Linked DNA regions of Mus musculus: all the other regions are linked to region 2. A link is a contact called in public HiChIP or PLAC-seq and promoter capture Hi-C data. All regions are on one chromosome and are shown on one strand. The core of a region is the stretch at or near the end of the contact, and the rest is flanking DNA. Distances in the headings are between cores, read along the strand shown.

Region 1 (5,084 bases), core at 1,202-3,701, 590 kb after region 2:
TGTGTAGGTTTCTCTGTAGATCCCTGACTATCCTGGAACTCACTCTGCAGATCAGAGTGGCCTCAGACTCAGAGATCCACTTGTCTCTGCCTTCCAAATGTTGAAATTAGAGATACACACCACTGCCAACCAGCACTCCCCCCATCATTCTTTAGGATATATCCTTCTACCTTTAACAGGTGACCTGACACTATTTCAGTGGAAACATTTGCAGTCACCTGCCCTCAGCTGACAGAATCTGCTCAGTGACTCCCTTGCCTGTACTTTCACAGAAGAGAGATATGCAAACTTTTAAAACAAACCCTCCCGGTCTGTCTGTGATGCCCAGAACCTCCTTCCAGCAAGGTAGCAAATAGCCAGTAAGTGCAAACTGACCTGGAATGAGAGTACTGAAATAGGGATGGTGTGGGTTTGGAAATCTGAAAAGCATAATGTGCACTTAAGCTGGGCTATTCGAGGAGTAGAGTGCCATGGACGCCATAGGTGGTGGTGATGATGATGATGATGGTGATGGTGATGATGGTGATATATGTGTATGTTATCCTGGAGTAATGTTGTTGTTCTGGTGGTGGTGGTGGTGGTGGTGGTGGTAGTGGTGGAGTGTGTGTGTGTGTGTGTGTGTGTGTGTGTGTGTGTGTGTGTTAGTCTGGAAGCCATGAGTATTGTGTGGAGTGCCCTGGATATTTGGGAGAACATGTGGAATGGACTAACTGGAAGCTATAGGTTCTGGGTACATTTCATACCTGAATGACAAGAAAGTCAGCTTTAAATTGAAACCAGAACTTGACCACAGGTGGAGCTGTGGGTGATGCTGTGTATATGTAGAGAGACAGCGAAGATAGAGGCTTGGTCAGTCTTTCTCCAAACTTCCAGGCTAGGACATTTGTTTAAAACTGGGATTGAAACTATAGCCTCTCCCATGACAGGCAAGGCCTCTGGCACTGGGCTGCATCCTCTGCCTTTTAGCATGGATTCACTTTCTCACCAGGTTTAGTTTTGTTTCCCAGACTGACTTTAAATATGCTCTGCAAGGTCACTCTTTCAGTCTCAGGCACCTGAGAAGCTGGGACGGCAAGGCCCAGGTTGTACTTTTCATTAGGTGTGGTCCTACTGAACCTCTGGTTTCTGTCTTTACCTGTAAAATGGGAATACTAACCTCTACCTAGCAGAGGTTTATTTTATGATGAAATAGATAATAATGTGAACACAGCACCTTCAGCAGGCTAAGGGAACCCTAATGCCCTGCACCCACAATTATTCCTATAGTCTTCTTGATAGCTGTCAGGCTGGGCAGAGGGCTGACTATGAATCGGACCAGCATCAAAAGCAGATAGGGTTCTCCTTACTGCTTCTCTGCAATGTGTTAGGTTCCAAATGGCCTCTGTGGGCCTTTTCAGTTGGTTACAGTGGGACTGATCTGCAGTTATACCAAAGGACGGTATTCACACCAATCCAGTGCTGTCGCGTTTGCAGCCATGCCCGAGGCTGGCTTAGAAGTTGGAGATGCCCCTGGCAGAGCTACTTCCTGCTCTTCATTCTCATAGTATGACTCTGTGGAACAAAAAGACTGAAAGGGGCTCTTGCATAGACCACTCCCTGTGAGATCCTCATTGTCTGATCCATGTGTTATTTCATCCATTCACTTATTCATTCATTCACACATTCATTAGTAGTGGCTTCATGCACAGTGAATGTGGCTCTGAGTCAGGCATAGGAAGAAGAGGAGAAAAACAAAGCATATAATCAGCTGACAGGAACCTCACTGAACACTCAATAAGTTCTGGTAGAATAATTGCTGGTCACCAACTTAGCAGATTGTAGGATGGTAACAGTTTAACCTTGAAAATGAGGGATAAATAGATGGACTTAGGAGGCTCCCAGCTTCACTTGTCCCCACTTTCACTTGAGGGGCAGCACTGTTGGAGAGAGAGCTCTAAACTTTCTCTGTAGGTGACACATGTCCATCTTACCTCTGCTCTGAGTCTCCTTGTCCTGGGCCAGCCTGCCAGTGGCAATGCAATGGTGATTTGCTAGATGCTGTGGAAAGTGGCAGGCTGAGACTTATACTAGTTTAAGATAGGAAACCATGGGGATGTGAGCATCGGTTAGAACTGTTAGGGTCAAAGGACATAAGCAACAAGAAGACAGGATACTTTGTTTTATCTCTGTTATTTCCACAGCCCTTGGAAGAGCATCAAGCCATAGACAGCGTAATGCTTCAAGAAGGAAATTAATGTGCAAATAAATAATTAACGAAATAAAGGGATGAGACCATGAGTAATTTCCAGGATCTGATTTCGGGACTACTTCATCCTGTGGGAAAACCAGCCCCTCCCTACTCACTTCCATCGACCTTCTACTTCAGCCATTAAGGTGAGGCTCACATAGGGGCCACCAGAGGGCGCGAGGCGGCTAGGTTTCCCACACGGAGGGCTTTTCCTGTGGCACCGCATTGGGCGGAGCCTACGAGCAGGCGCCCAGCGGCTGGACGCGGTAGAACGGCGGGCGGAACGCAGACCTGGGGTTCGGGCTGTTGCAGTGTCCGCCGGAGCGGTTTGGGAAGTGCACGGGGCGAAGATGGCGGAGGAGCGGCAGGACGCGTTGAGGGAGTTCGTGGCGGTGACTGGCACTGAGGAGGACAGGGCCCGTTTCTTCCTGGAGTCGGCTGGCTGGGACCTGCAGGTAGCGCCGCGAGGCGGGCCGCTTCGGACGGGCTGGGGAATACGGAGTGCGGCGTCGGCTCTGCGATCCCTACGCGGCCGAAGCGCACAGTCATCCCTGCGGGGCTGGGCCCTGCCTGGCCCAGGCCTCATGGTGCCTGGGGTCGCTTGCCACGCGTCACCGGCCTGGCTTGGAAGTTCATGGAGGCGGGCGGGCCCTGCTTTGCAGGGCCTCTGTTTTCCTGCGGGCTCGCAGTGTTGGCGAGACTTTGGGCGCTGCCGCAGTCCGCGTGGAGTCGTCGCCTGGGGGCGTGGCTGCCACGGCGAGTGCCTGCGGGTGGCCGGGTGGAATCGAGTGCCCTGCTTCCAGATGGAGCCCCACCGAGGTCGCGGTGGCCTTCCGATTCCGCTTCTGCAAGGATGCTGTGCTGGTGGGGGAAACCCTGCAAGGCATCAGCCCACGCCCCACTCTTGCCTAATTGCAGGGAGAAACTACCTGTGGGATTGTGGCGCACGTTTGGGGTCTCTGCACATTTCGTAGTTAACTGTAAAATGGGAATTTCTTAGGACTTACTGTCTTGTTCACTGGCATGTAGTAAATAGTCACTAAGGAATTAATTTAGAAGGCAAAGCTCCACCAGGCATAAAATGTTGCACACTTCTGATCCCTAGAGCAACACCCATCTCTTATTGCTCAGAAACACAGTAATTAATGTTAGAAAGAATTGATTGCATAAATGTCCTTGGCCAGCCTACATCTTAGGTAGATGACGATGACTAATATTTCTTGAGTACCTACAACAAGCCAGGCACTGTTCAGCATTACAGAATGTCTCATTTACATGTCTCACATTGCAGCTGAGACTTGGAGGATAAATAACTTGCTGAAGAGCTAACTACTAATTAAACAGGTAAAGACTAACCCTATCTTATGGATAAGGAATTGGACCCTCAAAGGGACACCGAATGTGCTCACTGTGTGAGCTTTCTGATGTAACCATGTCTACTGACTGTAATATTTAGCTTCCCAAACATTAGGGATCTTTATTCCTTTAACTCTTTCAGCACTCTGGAGGCAGAAGATCTCTGAGTTCGAGACCAGCCTGATCTACATAGTTCCAGGAGTAAATAGTCCCTCTTTCAAAAACATAACAAACAGAAAGATGCTCTTAAAGGCGCTGTGAAGCCTCTGTGCTGAGTGGAAATACATAAGAGAAAAGCTTCTATCCCAGTAGATCATCCGAACTGAGGCTCTTACCTGTGTGGTAACTTGACTAGCAGTGCCAGGACTTGAATGCAGGTTCTCTAAATGTCAGTTTAGTACAACTCCTACGATGGCACATGACTTCCCAGAAGCTGGTTATACTACATGAAGAATACCTTCAGACTGATTGTCCCATGACAGCTCATTTCCTCCTAGACAGTTGGTTACCTTTTAGACAGGAGGTGCCTCCTCCATCTCCGTGGGACTTCATTGTTCTGTCTTCTCTCTTTGTGTGGAGAATGTGTGATAAATCAATGCCTTCTCATTGAGTTGGCGACAGTCACAAATGACCAAAGGACTCATATGAAGGGCTTTCACATGTGTAAAGCTAAGGTGACTGCGTTAACTTTAGTGATTATCTCCTTCAGTTTTATAGGTTTGGTGGAACAGCATCCCCATTTCAAACAGGAACCGGGCTTCACAAAGAAAGGAAATGTAGCATCTGTCCCTATACTCTTCTTCCTCTTAGAACATAAGCTTGAGGGCCTGAGCATGCTGCCTGGGGTTGAACCTGACCCCACTTCTTACCTCCAGAAGCTGTCTTCATTTTGCAGTCCATTTGTGCCAGCTATAAAGTGAGACAATAATGATACTAATTACGAAATTCTGAGTAGATTAAATGAATTAATATATAGTGTACAGACGACCTGACACATGGATAAATAATAGTTGGTGGTCTTCCTTTATGTTTTTCATATTAATTTTATTTAGTATCTTTGTTTCCCTTGGTGGGTGGATTTCCCCCTGAAGTAATATATCCCCATCTTCACTTCCAGGCTAACATGTCTATTGCCTTTTCATCTAATCTTCTTTGGTTCCAGGTGTAGGAACCAAAGTATGGGTTTTGTCTTCATGTTTTTGTTCCATTGTGAGATATGTGTCAGATGAAAGCCTGGAGGGTCCCAAAGTACTCTGTCTGTGTGTTTTAGATTGCACTTGCAAGCTTTTATGAGGATGGAGGGGATGAAGACATTGTGACCATTTCACAAGCAACCCCAAGTTCAGTGTCCAGAGGCACAGCTCCTAGGTAAGGACCAACTTCAGTTGCTACATGAATGTTTCCAGAAAAGGGACTTTCCTTTCTGACTTGACAGATTATGAACCAAGAGGTTTAAAGATCAACTAAAAAGAACTGAGGGATTCAAAGGTCAACTTACAAG
Region 2 (4,767 bases), core at 1,723-4,222:
GAAATTGTCCTCTGACCTTTACATTACACAAGTAATTCCACACACAAATCATACATACACAAAATCATAAATAAATAAAAAGAGTGTATAGAATTTTTCTAAAGGAAGTACATAGGGAACAAAGAAAAAGAAAAACAGAATTTTAAGATAAAGTAATCAGTAAGGCATTTCTGAGATTTTAGGAAATGGCTGTGCAGACTGGATGTTATACATAGCTGATATATGATACCCCACTATTACATTGTTTCAAATCACTTCTTTTCATTCAAGTAATTCTAAAGTACTTATAAATAAAATCTGCTCAAAAATAGTCTAGTTCCCACCCTGAGGGGAAAAAATGGCGAGAAGAGGAATGATTCTAGATGCTAAACAGTGACAGCTTAAAAGTGTGTGACAGATAGAGGGCCATCAGAAGATTTTATCCACTTGCATGTCGCTACAAGTATCCAAAAAGAAGAGTTAAAAGAAATAAGCAAGGTCCAAATGTCTTAGGAGCAGGCAACCTACACTGACAGAGGTCACGATCAGTACTAATTCTTCAGTGCGGACTTTGGCTTTACCTGCTAGTTATCAACACACCCTCCGGCCAGCAACTCCACTTCTAGGAATTTATTCCGTAGATACTCACTTACTCAACGGGCTTTTTAAATTTTATTTGTTTGCTTGTTTGTTTGTTTGCTATCTCTTGGCATGCCCTGGGAATGCAGAGGTGGAGAGAGCAACCTACTCTCATTGCATTTCCATTCTTGTTGGGGAGGAGACAGGTAAAACAACTCAACAAGTATTCATGCGTTACAAAGTCAGGTAAGTAAGACGGTAAACAGGGCTGCGCTGGGCTGGCCTGAGTGAAGCGCCAGAAAGCCTGGCCAAGGCAACAGGGGAAAACAACTATGGAGTAATGGTCCGGTCCGATCTGGCCTTCCTTCATTATGCTTTATTCCCCCAAAGCCTCTGTTCATTCAGAGGATGTGGGCACCATCTGAATGATTCTCTTTGTACTACAATATCAATCAGGTCCTTTTAATGCAAGGAAGGTGTCAGAGCAGTATTCCTGCTGGCCTCCCAAACATGGCTGTACATAGCAATTTGATTTTTTTTCAACGAAAGAATTTCTAAGTTATCTAAGCTATATGCAAAGCATATGAATAAAAGTGCAATCGAATTATCAAGGGATTTTAAAGAAGGTAAACTTTTCTTAAGACAAAGTAAAGAGTACATAAGTCTTTCAAAAGATTGATCACCTGCTAGTTCATTTTTAATTACATGCTATCCATTTATTTTGTGTGCATGTATGTGAGGTGGTCTGCATGGAGGTCAAAAGCCAACTTATGGGAGACAGTTCTCTCCTTTCACCATTAAGTCACAAGAAGGATAGATCTCAGGTCATTAGGCCTGATGGCAGGAGCCTTCCCCAGATCAGCAATCTCACCCACGCTCTGGTAGTAAATTTTACCTACAAACAGCCAGTTCTGGTCTTTCTGCAAGATGGAGAATCACTGACTTAAAGATCTCGGTAGTTGAAGTTCATGATCTTTTAAGCACAGAGCTTCAAGCTCTGATTTTCTTTCTTGGGTAAATGTTTAACATATACAACAAACGATCAATTGATGCAAAAAGAAATGACTGCTACAACTCCTGACTTAGGAACATTGCAAACTAATATTTCTGGTCATACACTATCAAGGCTTCAAAACTGCCAACAGAGATAATAGTCTACAAACTATCAAATTAAGAAACCAGATAGAGGGAAAGAAACCTATTCCTATATAAAACAGGCTACTCAATTTTGAGATCAGCTTTACATAACTGCCTCTTCTCCATCCTAAAAGAAGGATGCAAGTCTAACTCACCGACCAATCCCAGAAGATTCCAGGACCTTACAGAGTAATTTTCAATGACCAATTCCTGTGCAGATTTCAAGTGCTTTGTAACTAACTACCTGCATAGACAACCACCAGTTCTCTCCAACAGCTGAGAATGGATGCATCCATCCATCCTTTCCTTTGGATTCTGAAAACGGCTTAACCCTTGAAAGGGGGTCGGTGAATGCAGCTCTGACCTGCGATTAGCTAGCGAAGGGAAGGACCAGACAGGAGAGTTGCTACTGAGCTCCATATACGGTCAAGGCAAAGCAGGTGAACTGGCTAAGAGCACTTGCAGGGTCTTTGGTCTTGCCGTTCACCCTGCGTGGTCCTCTTCTTAAGGGCAGCCTTTCAAACTCCTCGGGAGACTCTTTCCAGAGCCAGTCAGGAATACTGGGCCCCTGATTACTATGGACTCAACCACTAAGTATCTCTGCAGGCTAACCTGATAAGGATGCCAGCCAGGGTGCTGGGTGGGTTAGTGAGCAGCTCGTGGAGGGGGTGGGAGGGTGAGATGGGGGTTGAAGGAGAGCTCCAGAGGCAGATGTTTGGAGGAAAGAATGGGGTTGGACGGTCCCTGCGGGCCAGACGAGGGGAGGTAGTCTTTAGAAGGGTCGAAGAGGACGCCGGGAGGATGGAACCGTGTGATGCTCCCGCAGCAGATCTCTGAAGGTGGGAGCCTGGGACTACCTGCCCTCCAGGTGAGGGGCCCGCGCGTGTCTGCACCGCATCTCACCTGCCCAGCGCCCGCTTCATGCCCGCGTCGGATGCGCTGTGCGGCTCTGCCGTCCCCTTGCCCGCCAGACGCAGGTTCTGCTTCAAGCTGCAGTCGGCGTCCAGCGCCGCGGCGGCCGAGCCGGAGGAGGACGAGCCTGAGGCGGCGCAGCGCTCATGCTCCAAGGTGACGGGCTCGGTCCGCTTCCTCATCCCGCGGCCCTGTCGGCAGCAGCTCTCGGCGCCCTGGTTTCGCCCGCCCGCCTGCGCCGACCTCGCTGCAGTCGCCGCCGCTCACAGCCGTCACCACCCGGAGCCGGGAGCCCACTGCGGGTCACATCCCAGCCCCAGGCCGCGGCGCCCGCTATGGACCAGCGCCGGAGGCCGGTCGGCCACCGCGGCCAATCAGCGCACGAGTCCAGGAAGCCCCGCCCCAGACACGCCCCCGGCAGCTCCGCTTCACAAGCAGCGCGCCCAGCATCCCCAGCGCCAGCCACAGCCATCTTGGAGAAGGGCGGAATAAGCTGAAACTGCGGGTCATTTTCAGGGCAGGGCTAGTCTGAAGGGTCTTAGTGCGTTTACGAAACGGATTAGGGCCAGTTTGGATTCTCCTGCTGGGTTGCTTTAGGTGCAACTCAGGTGCCCTCTGCCTACGAACTGAGGCAGGCCCTATCTAAGATCTAAGTGGTCCGAATGGGGAGGGTGCTAGGGAGTCCTTGAGGGCACTAGCTCCGTTTGCTGGGCAAAATAGGCTCTCTCTACTCCCTCTTTAGGGCATTTGGCGCCCCTAAAAAGCTAGAGCCCCAGATGTTCTCTAGATTTGATATACTCAACAAAAAAGCTTTACAGAGAGAGAGAGACTCCAGTAGCTAATGTATTGTTTAAACAAGTTTATATTTACTTTTTTTTTTTTTTTTTTGTCTTTTCGAGTCAGGGTTTCTCTGTGTAGCCCTGGCTGTCCTGGAACTTACTTTGTAGACCAGGCTGGCCTCGAACTGAGAAATCCGCCTGCCTCTGCCTCCCATATATTCACTTTTTCTTTCGCTGAATGTAAGAAAATGAACTGCCTGCGTATGCTTTGAAGTCTTCTATTAAAGTTTGGATCTTCATAAGAACGATTAGGACTGGTAAGAAGGCAAGGAAATCCGTTTCAAAGAGGAATTTGCACTCTGACATCCAAATTTAATAATTCAATCCACCTGAAAAAAAATGAAAGGACACGTTGTAGCTTTTAATAGTTTTTGTTTTGTTTGATATAGCATGCATTTTACTAATGAGTTACTTTTGTAATTTCAACATGCATGTAATCAGTTTGAAAAATATTGGCAACTGATAAAGATTTAATAGGAACTTAGAAATGTAATGGATTATGTTGTTGCCTTTGTAATGATAGTTACAACTTGCAATTCAAGAATTTCTTTACCATTTTTGCTATATTATAACCTATGTTCATACTGTATGAATATCTACAGTCTTTAAAACATCAACAAAATAGTACTATAGATTTGAATATTCAAAAAGGAAATTAAATGCTTAAAGATAGTTTTGACCTATCAGTCATAAAATCTTTATAGAAAAACAAAAGAACAAATAGCCCTGGTAGGACATGCCTGAAGTTATTACAGAAGCTGACATCAGGAGGGTTGCAGATTGGAGGCCAACCCAGGCAATTTAGCGGCTTCTGTCTCAAAATAACACAAATAAAAAGAGCTGAATATAGCTCAGTGATAGCATTTCCTCAGTATACCTGAGGATTGGGGTTCCATTATACAGAGGAGGGGGGGGGGAGGAGGAAGAAGAGGAGGAGGGGAAGAACTGGAGGGAGGAGACAGAGAGGGTGTAGAGCTAGATTTTGTCAATATGATCCTTATCTCTTGGTCTCCTAATGTTTAAATATGCTTCCACACTGGGTACGCTCCCATTGTATCTCTGGGTCATACCCTTTCTAGATCTAAGGCTCTTTATCAAATGTTCTACTTCTTGTTGACGTCTAATAGGCACTCAACCCTCCTAGCTCATCCCCTTTCCCTCCCAAGAAATGAATGGGAACTCCATCCTTGGCTTTCTTGGAGTCAAGACTCTGGTTTCATCCTTGATTTTTCCTTTTTTTTTTCTTTTTTTATGACACCACACCCGTCATCAAGTTTTACATCAGCCCTGTATCAAAAATCCAGCCTCTAACCAGTTCCTA
Region 3 (4,638 bases), core at 2,032-4,531, 840 kb after region 2:
ACATCTTCATCCAAAGGCTACTAGTGGAAGATTGACTTCCAGGCACCTAGGGTGAGAGTATTGAGCCCACACCCACAGTGATACACCTACTCCAACCAGGTCACACCTATTCCAACAAGGCCACACCTCCAAATGGTGCCACTCCCTGGTACAAGAATATACAAACCATCACAAATGGTGTTTGTTTTTTCAAATTTACTAGTTATCAGGGGGCAGCTAAAATAATGAGATGAGCCGGGTAGTGGTGGCACACACCTTTAATCCCAGCACTTGGGAGGCAGAGGCAGGTGGATTTCTGAGTTCAAGGCCAGCCTGGTCTACAGAGTGAGTTCCAGGACAGCCAGGGGAACACAGAGAAACCTTGTCTCAAAAAACCAAAAAAAAAAAAAAAAAAACCAGAAAAGATATATATATATATATATATTATATGAATGAAGGTCACACCCAACCACCAGCCTAAGACTTAGTTTGACTGGGCATGAGTGAACCTTCGACACTACTTCTGGGAATTCAGACTTACACAGGCCCTTTGGGAGTCCACCTAGCAGTACTTAGCTCTATGAGGTTTGTATGAGCCAAGACTCAAACGTCCTCCTAGAAGGAAGCTGTGGATACATGTGGGAGCCTGATAAGCAATGTCAACCTTCATTCCAGTGTGAGCCTGAACAGCTGAAGCCGAGGTAAAGTGCACACTATGCTGACAGTGGCACATTACACTGCAGTCAGAAGGAACACACTAGATCAAATTATAGTATTCTAGAGAAAACGTCATGTGTGTGTGTGTGTATTGGCAGTAAAGAACCAGGAGGAGGAGTAATTCTATGAAACTCTCCCCTCTGGACACATGCACAGAGCACCCATGAATACCATCTTCGTAAGAGCAAGTCACCAAAATAAGCAATATTCTGTCAGGAAGCACTAACTGGACTCTGTTGGTTATGAGTGGGGTACAGAGGGAGAAGTCACAAAGTGGGAATTTACAGGGGGAGTGGGAGGAGTTAGAAAAAGTTTATGGTCCAATACCATTTATGGAAAAACAAAAAACCCTTTAAAAAGCACACATTCAACACAAAACAGCACGACCAGAAGCTGTGTTCATGAGAGCATGGTAGGATGGGATGGGATGGGAAGGAGTGGGGCGATGGACAACACTGACAAAGGCCCACACATGAAGGACTTTACACAGCAAGTGCAGGGGAGGCCACCCCTGGTGTTTGGAAATCCTTTGCCAGAGGAGTCACAATCAAACTTGGCTAGGTGACAAGGAGACTGGTAGCCTCAGCAGAGACAGGAGAGTAAGGAGAAAACAAAACTGAAGCTAGCCACAGCCTGAGAAACCCTCTTGCCTTTCTGGGTAACTTCCTAGTGTGGTGTGGACTTCAAGGGTGACTCGGGTGTTTAAGGCAGGGCTGGCAGACCTTACCTGTGTTCAGTCAAGACCTTTGACTCTCTCCTGTCCTACATGGACAGCACTGGCCCTACCAGCAGGCGCTCTTGACTTACAGACAACCTGCTCTGCTCCCCACCTCGACACCTTCATTCCGGAGCAAGAAATAATCGCTAGGGTCAGGTAAAGCTCACAGCCTCACTGTGGTAAGGTGAAACGGATACTCCACAGAAAACAGAAGCTAGACAGGCCCAACACATCATGTGGCTGTCCTCTGCACCTTGATATAAAATATCAAGTGTCCCACAAGGCTATGGTTGGCAGATAACGAAAGCATATGTTTGTACCATGTAACTTCCTCAGATGAAGACTCAAAGGCCTGAGAGTGGCTGCGACCTATGAAAGGTTAGAGCAGGGCAGGCTGGAGATTCTTCCAGACAGACTGGTAAGGTAAAGAAAGGTAAAGCTAGCTGTCTTCTATAGACAAAATCCTGAGGCTAGAAACATTCCTTAATGGCCACTGGGCTCACCCTAGTGCCTCTGGGCTAGAATGCAACCAACCAACCAACCAACCAACCAAAACTGCACACATAAACAGGTCATTCTCTCTTTATAATCTTCAGACTCCCACAACACAATGCCAATTTTTCTAACTCGTATCTATGGCCATCTCCATGGCCCTCCACTGACCTTATCTCACACGGCTACAGAGCTCTCATGGGGAGTAGCCGTGCCCTCAATAAGGAGACCAATCAATGCCTGTTTGTTCAAGTCAACAAACATGTTCTTGAGATCAAATATTACAAGCCCAGCTCTATAGCACTGGAGGCAAAAAAGCAAAGAGAAAGTGGGCAGCATGACTCTTTAGCTGCTGAGTTGGTATTACCCAGTCAAGTGCGTGCTTTGTTCCTCTCATCACCCACAGAAGGAGGGTGGCAGGAGGCAGCTAGAGGACCAACACAAATACCTGCTGAGTCCAGCAAGCATTACTAATCTGCTGGCCACAGGCTGGAAAATAAAACTCTCTAGTAGATAAATTAACAGTTAATGGCCTCTCAATTTTTAACTAATTAATTAAAAAAAATTTTTTTTTGGCTTCTACCCTGAAAACGCATACCCATCAGCAGAGAATGGAGGCAAGGGCAGCCTGAGCCCAGAAAGTACTTCAGGAGAACGGACAGCAAGAATCAAACGCAGCATTCAAGTCTGAAATCCAAACACTGTCCCCTCGAAGAAGGGGTCCTAGAATATGGCTGAGTAGGTCAAAGTTCACTGCCACACCAGTGCTTGAATCCAGATGCTTGGAGTTGAGGGTGTAGCACGGAGTATTCTACGGCAGATGCTTTGGGTAAACTGGTGGATGAGGACCTTGAGGAAGCTACTAGCCTGTCTCAGTCAGATCCACACAACCCCGGCTGTGTCGGGGACGCCTTTACACGTCCGTTCCCGAGTTTACACGCACGCTGTGCCCGTTGTCGGCACCAGCACCAGGCGCGCTAAAGTGCGGCATCAGAAGCCTCGCTCGGGCCCTGGCTTTGGCACGGTCAGGGCAGGCCTTTGGGCCTCGGGCTGCAGACTCCCCTCCACCCGCGTACCTGGTCGCCCGTGCCCAAGGCATAGTAGCCGTTTGTCACCACTTCCCAGTGCAGGAAGCAGACGAGTGCGTCCTGCGGGCAGCTCATGGATGGAGCGGCCGACGCGAAGAGAACCTCGAGACCCGCCATGGATGTTTGCGGCTTCTGTGGGAAAGGAAGAAAAGGAGGGGACTATGCAGAAAGCCGCTCCGCCTAAGAGAAGCGGGACCGCGAGCGGCAGCGACGCCTTTTGATGCCGCCTTCGCTTTCGGCTCTGTCCGCACCTGCGCGGAAAAGTGGAAACGCGGAAACGCAGAGACGCGCACCGGAAATACTTGTTGACTTTGTGCGTGCTCCGGGCTGGAAACACCTGCACCGAACTAGAAGGTTCCACTAAGAAGCGCGCAGGCTAGGGCTTATCTTCTCAAAGCCTTTTTGCCTGCAGCAGGCGACTGCTGAGTGCCAGGCTGTTCGTTCCTGGGGAGAGACTGCCTTCTACCAACTACAGTAGACTTCTCATCTGCGAAGTGGAGTGTGTACTAGGCCGGGGGAAAATTTAGGCAATCTGTCTTAGATGTTTTCATCGTAATTTATTAGCATGCCTGCAGTACTTCTTGCCTGATAGCACTTTATTCTACATGCTAAACTTTAATGCATTTATCAAAATTTCCAGATCCAGTATTATACAGTTGGTATTGATGACAGTACTCTGCCACTACATAGATTTGGAAATCGTGTCACAATCAGCCAGTGAGCAATAGAGGTGCCCCTGGGAACTGGTAATTTGGTCTCTAGGATAGCATTTATATGTATGTTGATTGCATGCTAAATCCTGTGCCAAAACCTTTACATCCCCTCTCAACAAATTCATGGGGTATATTTTATTACCCATCCTCACTTTGCGAGTGATATAAAGAGCAGAAAGAGTGAAATGACTTCACCCAAGTAAACACAGCTTTTGACCACATCTAGAGCCCAGAGATAACTGACAAATGCTAGCCACTTGTGCCCCAATCTCCATCAAGATTTTTTTAACCACCTGTTGTTTCTCCATGTTTCTTGAAGTCCAATACTTTTTTGTAGACAAATAAATTTTGCCATGTTGGTTGGTACCATGACCCAAACCATTGTCATTTTTTTTTTCTTGGTTGCCTGGCATCAGCCTTGTATGCTACACTGGTTTCACCCTACAACCAGAGAGATTCTGTTAAAACACAGGGAAGACCATGTTCCTTAGGCCCAAGCCACACCTCAAAGGCGAAGTTCACTCTAGGTCTGTCACCCTCTCACTCCACAGGCCCTGTGCCTTTCTGATATCACCTCCAAGTGTCCTTTCATTCTCTGATCTCCTTGGCTCCAGTGACCTTGACTTCTCTCAGCTCTCATGCCTAGGTTAACATGCCACAGGTCTTGCCCTGATGGAACTTTGTAGTGTTTCTTTTTAATAGACAAAAAGCAATCCAGTATGAAATCTGTCATTTGGGGGTGCTGAGAGAGCTATACAAGGCCCACAGGAAGCCTATGTTCCAAGCAAGGATCAGGAAGGGTTTCTTGGATTAAGAAATGGCCAATTGCACAGAACTCTCATGGAAGAATAAAGAAGAAATGTTCCTGTAAAAGCATATAGCATACGTGAAGGCACCAAGGTGGGAAATGTAGCTACCCCCGTGTAACTGG
Region 4 (4,605 bases), core at 11-2,510, 540 kb before region 2:
TCCATTCATGAAGGCCTCATAGAAAGCCTCCCTGGACCAGGCCAGTCCTCAGCACAGCAGTGGTTTTCCTTTTCAGTTATCACCAAGTGTGGTCTTGTCCACATGGCAAAACTATGCTTTGCTTAAGAAGAAAACCAGGGGGCTGGCTAGATGGCTCAGTGGTTAAGAGCACCGACTGCTCTTCCGAAGGTCCCGAGTTCAAATCCCAGTAACCACATGGTGGCTCACAACCATCCTAAACGAAATCTGATGCCCTCTTCTGGAGTGTCTGAGGACAGCTACAGTGTACTTATATAAAAGAAAGAAAGAAAGAAAGAAAGAAAGAAAGAAAGAAAGAAAGAAAGAAAGAAAGAAAGAAGAAAACCGGATCTTTATGGCACACCAGGCCTTAATGTTGGTCGTGACCCTATTTTGCCCCTTAGAGCCACTTGCTAGAGGCCTGTTCTTTGATATCAGGATGGCCCTAGTTCATGATTGTAAACCAGATTTGTCTCCTTTGTTATGGTTTATAGACAAATGTCTGGACAATCTTGGTAATCAAACACATATACTAGCATCCTATTATCCGTGGGGTGTTTTAGAGGCAGTCCTCCCTCAGCTACATTCTACTTGGTGTCACTATAAGTTTTGGTAAATCCTTTACATCATCAATTTTACGCTTCTAAATCACAGCTCAACATTGGAGTGCTACCCAACACACGAGGTGCCTTTTACAGCTTCCACAAAATCAAAGCCAAAGGGATCTTACACTTGCAAACCTACATATTAAAGGGCTAAATGCTAAGGCCAGAACTTCCTGAAGATACAGAGAAACTAAAGCTCTCCGCGTCTGGCTTCTTGCCAAGGATGTTTCTACACAGAAGCCCTTTCCCCAAATGCTTTGTGCAGATGCAGCCACCCTAGTGAGGTTATTCAGAGGCCACCTCCGGCTCCAGGGAGAGAACAGGACCACAGGGAACCTCACAGGCCTCTGCTTTTGTCAGGCTGCTGTTTATCACGGAGCCCCGGGGAAGACCCATGACAGCAGCTCCCTCTGCTCAGCCCCCTGCTCTTTCCTTTTGTTGGACATGGCCCTGCACTTACCATGTCGGGACTTGCCTGAGCTCTCCTCACGGGACTCCGCGGCGGCACACGGAACATGCCAAGCAGAAATACTCAGGATTGCCCTGCTTCACAGAAAGGGCCATACAGAAACCCTCGGGATTTATCTGCTTCATAAAGGAACTAGCAGGAAAGCTTCCGGTAAAGCCCGCCTTCTTCTCTGATTGGCAGGACCGCCTCCATGTGCTGATTGGCTAGTGAGTCTTGAGTAACATAAGCACCACAATTAGGGTTAGAGTGCACTGAAGGGACACAGTGGATTAGTCCTGGGCACAGTCAGAAGCCAGTCCTTTTGCAGATCTGCAGAGCTTTTCATTTCAGTACATCTTGTGTCTGTTTTCCCACCTAGGTCCGGGGAGGATCCACAACTCCAGCTTCCGGTCGGCTACCTGCTTTCCCCTTTGTGGGCAGTGACCCTGTGCTACTTTGTTGCAACTTTGAAGCTGTCCTGAGCTCCAATCACAGCACTAAGTAGGCACTTCCCCTTCTTCCTCCTGTAATCTAGGTCCATAAACTGTGTAGCCCATTTCTCAACTTACCGTGGAGTTATCAACCTGTCCCACAAGTGGAAGGGTGCCCAGAGTATTAACAATTACAGAAGTATATTAAGAGACAAGAGTTTTTGTTTTGTGTCTTCTTCAGGGTTCAGGAAAACTACAAGTACTTTTTACACCTAATACTTATGAGTCAACCATCAGAACCAAGCAGGAACCATATGACAAACACTGTGAAGCACTCTAATTAACCAATAAATCTTCCTCAGTGTCTGGTAAAATAAAATAAACAAACAACAAAACCGACATCTATTTTAGTAAAATTTCTCTAGATAAAGAGAACTCGAATGGTCAAGAAGCGCCTAAGGAAATGTTGAACATTCTTAGTCATCAGGGAAATGCAAATCAAAACAACCCTGTGATTCTACCTCACACCAGTCAGAATGGCTAAGATCAAAAAGTCAGGTGACAGCAGATGCTGGCTAGGATGTGGAGAAAGAGGAACACTCCTCCATTGCTGGTGGGATTGCAAGCTGGTACAGCCACTCTGGAAATCAGTTAGGTCATTCCTCAGAAAATTGGACATAGTACTACCTGAGGACCCAACAAGATTCTCCACCATATAACAAAGACACATGCTCCACTATGTTCATATCAGCCTTATTTATAATAGCCAGAAGCTGGAAGGAATCCAGATATTCCTCGAGAGGAATGGATACAGAAAATGGGGTACATTTACACAATGGAGTACTACTCAGTTATTAAAACAATTAATTTATGAAATTCTTAGGCAAAGAGATGGATCTAGAAGATATCATCATGAGTGAGATAAGCCAATCACAAAAGAACACACATGATATGTACTCAATGATAAGTGGATATTGGCCCAGAAACTTGGAATGCCCAAAATACAATTCACAAACCACATGAAACTCAAGAAGAAGGAAGACCAAAATGTGGAGACTTTGATCCTTCTTAGAAGGGTGAACAAAACACCCATGGAAGGAGTTACAGATTCAAAGTGTGGAGTACAGACTGAAGAAATGACCATCCAGGGACTGACCCACCTGGGGATCCATCCTATATACAATCACCAAACCCAGACACTGTTGTGGATGCCAACAAGTGCTTGCTAACAGGAGCCTGATATAGCTCTCTCCTCAGAGGCTCTGCCAGTGCCTCACAAATACAGCAGTGGATGCTCACATCCATCCATTAGACTGAGCATAGGGTCCCCAATGAAGGAGCTAGAGAAAGGACCTAAGGAGCAGAAGGGGTTTGCAGCCCCAAAAGAGGAACAACAATATGAACTGACTAGTACCCCCAGAGTTCCCAGGGATTAAACCACCAACCAAAGAAAACATATGGAGGGACTGGTGGGTTTAGCTGCATATGTAGCAGAGGATGGTCTAGTCGGTCATCAATGGGAGGAGAGGCCCTTGGTCCTGTGATGGTTCTATGCCCCAGTGTAGGGGGATGCCAGGGCCAGGAAGCGGGAGTGGGTGGGTTGGTGAGCAGGGGGAGAGGGGAGGGTATATGGGGAGGGTGTTTTTTTCAAAGGGAAAACCAGGAAAGGGGATAACATTTGAAATGTAAATAAAGAAAATATCCATTAAAATGAACTAGATTATCATCATCATAGTTACTATATTATAATTAAAATTAAGTGTTTTATTTTTAAAAATAATTGATAGTCTCAATCTCTCTATCATGTTGGAAATGAATTTATTTGAATGGCTCAAGAGCTGTGTCATTCTACTATCCCAACAGTGCCTTTCTACCAATGAAAATTTAAGAATCTACTCATTGTTTAGTCCATGTGGCTGCATGCCTCAGCTGGTCTTTAGTTTATATCAGAATTGCAAAAAAATTAAGCCCTAATGCCAGTTTTTAAAAAATTAACTTGCTAGCCAGAGGTAGGGCAGGCAGACAAAGAGAAAGATCTTCAGTCTTCAATCTCCTTTGTATATGTAGGCTGCCATAACAAGCTGTGATCTAGATAAAAGGTGGATTTTATCAACTCAAAGATCCATATTATATAAGGGCACTCCCATTTCAAAAGGTACAATTAAGAAAATTACCCACAATAGCCAACTATTTGGATTTTGGCTAATTCCAGATATATTTAACTTGACTACCAAGAATAGCCAGTGCAACTATCTAGACAAAGACAGATAAGATTTTTTTTTCTTGTGGCATGCACTGAGAGCATGAGAGCCATTTCCAAAGCAACGATTTTCTTCTAAAAAAGAAAGCATTGAGTCTTTACTTAGGGAATGTGGATACGTTCACATAGAGATTTGCCTACTCCTAAACATGCTAAGTTCTTCTCATGAACTTGGTCACAAGGTAATAGCAGAGATTTTTAAAAGGATCCTTAGCACAAAGTCATGCAGAAAACATATGTAAATTATAAAAATGATGGACAGAAATGTCTGTGAGATGTCCTTCTTGTACTACAAGGTCTTAACTGAAAAGCAAGTAAATGACACTGTGAAAGTAGTTTGCTCAGGAGCCAATGCTACATGGTAATATCATTACTTGTAGTCTAAGAAACAAAGGTAAAAATACCACAAGTCTCACATATAGAAAGTAAAAAGATCACAAATACCAAGGACCGAACTTGTCTAGGTACGGGTTCCTAAGAGTATGGTATTTGAGAGCAGCAGGAAAACAAGCAACTTGAAATCCAATCATGGGTCCAAGATGGCAGCTTGTGTTTGGAGGGGTGTTCTACTCTGCTTTAGCCCTTTCTTGATATTCTAAAAACGCTCTGGTTGAAACAGCAATCTTTCTGCTCACAACAGGTCTCTCTCTGTATTTTTTATAAGAATTCTTGCATCTACTGGCCAAGTAAAAAAAGAAAACTTTTAAAAGTAATTCTTGGGTTATCAAAATCAGAAAGCAAATAAACAACAACAACAACAACAGTAGTAGTAGTAGTAATAATTCTAAAAGAGCTGTTTTTGTTCTTCAGACACCCTTATTTGGATAGCTACTAGAAACCATT

The links. Promoter capture Hi-C pulls out the DNA fragments that hold promoters and counts their contacts. HiChIP or PLAC-seq counts read pairs in DNA pulled down with a chosen protein or histone mark.
Region 1: a promoter capture Hi-C map of pre-B cells shows a contact between it and region 2, with 4 times the contacts expected there. The contact joins the promoter of Nsfl1c here to the promoter of Abhd12 in region 2. A contact is called at or near these places in 8 of 39 promoter capture datasets (the 3T3-L1 cell line, cranial neural crest, frontonasal cranial neural crest and 5 more), 1 of 15 datasets of contacts at CTCF or cohesin (embryonic stem cells), 6 of 115 datasets of contacts at active chromatin or transcription factors (astrocytes, bone marrow-derived macrophages, embryonic stem cells and 3 more) and 1 of 9 other capture datasets (liver).
Region 3: a contact with region 2 is called in a FOXA1 HiChIP or PLAC-seq map of pancreatic cancer cells. The contact joins the promoter of Psmf1 here to the promoter of Abhd12 in region 2. A contact is called at or near these places in 2 of 39 promoter capture datasets (embryonic stem cells and pre-B cells), 2 of 115 datasets of contacts at active chromatin or transcription factors (astrocytes and pancreatic cancer cells) and 1 of 9 other capture datasets (liver).
Region 4: a promoter capture Hi-C map of neural stem cells shows a contact between it and region 2. The contact joins the promoter of 3300002I08Rik here to the promoter of Abhd12 in region 2. A contact is called at or near these places in 2 of 39 promoter capture datasets (cranial neural crest and neural stem cells).

Annotation. Positions count from the first base shown.
Region 1 is chr2:151,491,731-151,496,814 of GRCm38.p6, forward strand. Nsfl1c (NSFL1 (p97) cofactor (p47)) reads left to right here and starts at 2,452. Exons shown (of 10, transcript NM_198326.3): 1 at 2,452-2,682; 2 at 4,854-4,951. The coding sequence starts at 2,578.
Region 2 is chr2:150,901,759-150,906,525 of GRCm38.p6, forward strand. It overlaps Abhd12 (abhydrolase domain containing 12), which reads right to left and starts at 2,973. Exons shown (of 13, transcript NM_024465.3): 1 at 2,599-2,973. The coding sequence starts at 2,789.
Region 3 is chr2:151,738,029-151,742,666 of GRCm38.p6, forward strand. Psmf1 (proteasome (prosome, macropain) inhibitor subunit 1) reads right to left here and starts at 3,282. Exons shown (of 7, transcript NM_212446.2): 1 at 2,983-3,282. The coding sequence starts at 3,111.
Region 4 is chr2:150,361,505-150,366,109 of GRCm38.p6, forward strand. It overlaps 3300002I08Rik (RIKEN cDNA 3300002I08 gene), which reads right to left and starts at 1,261. Exons shown (of 4, transcript NM_027017.1): 1 at 1,084-1,261. The coding sequence starts at 1,140.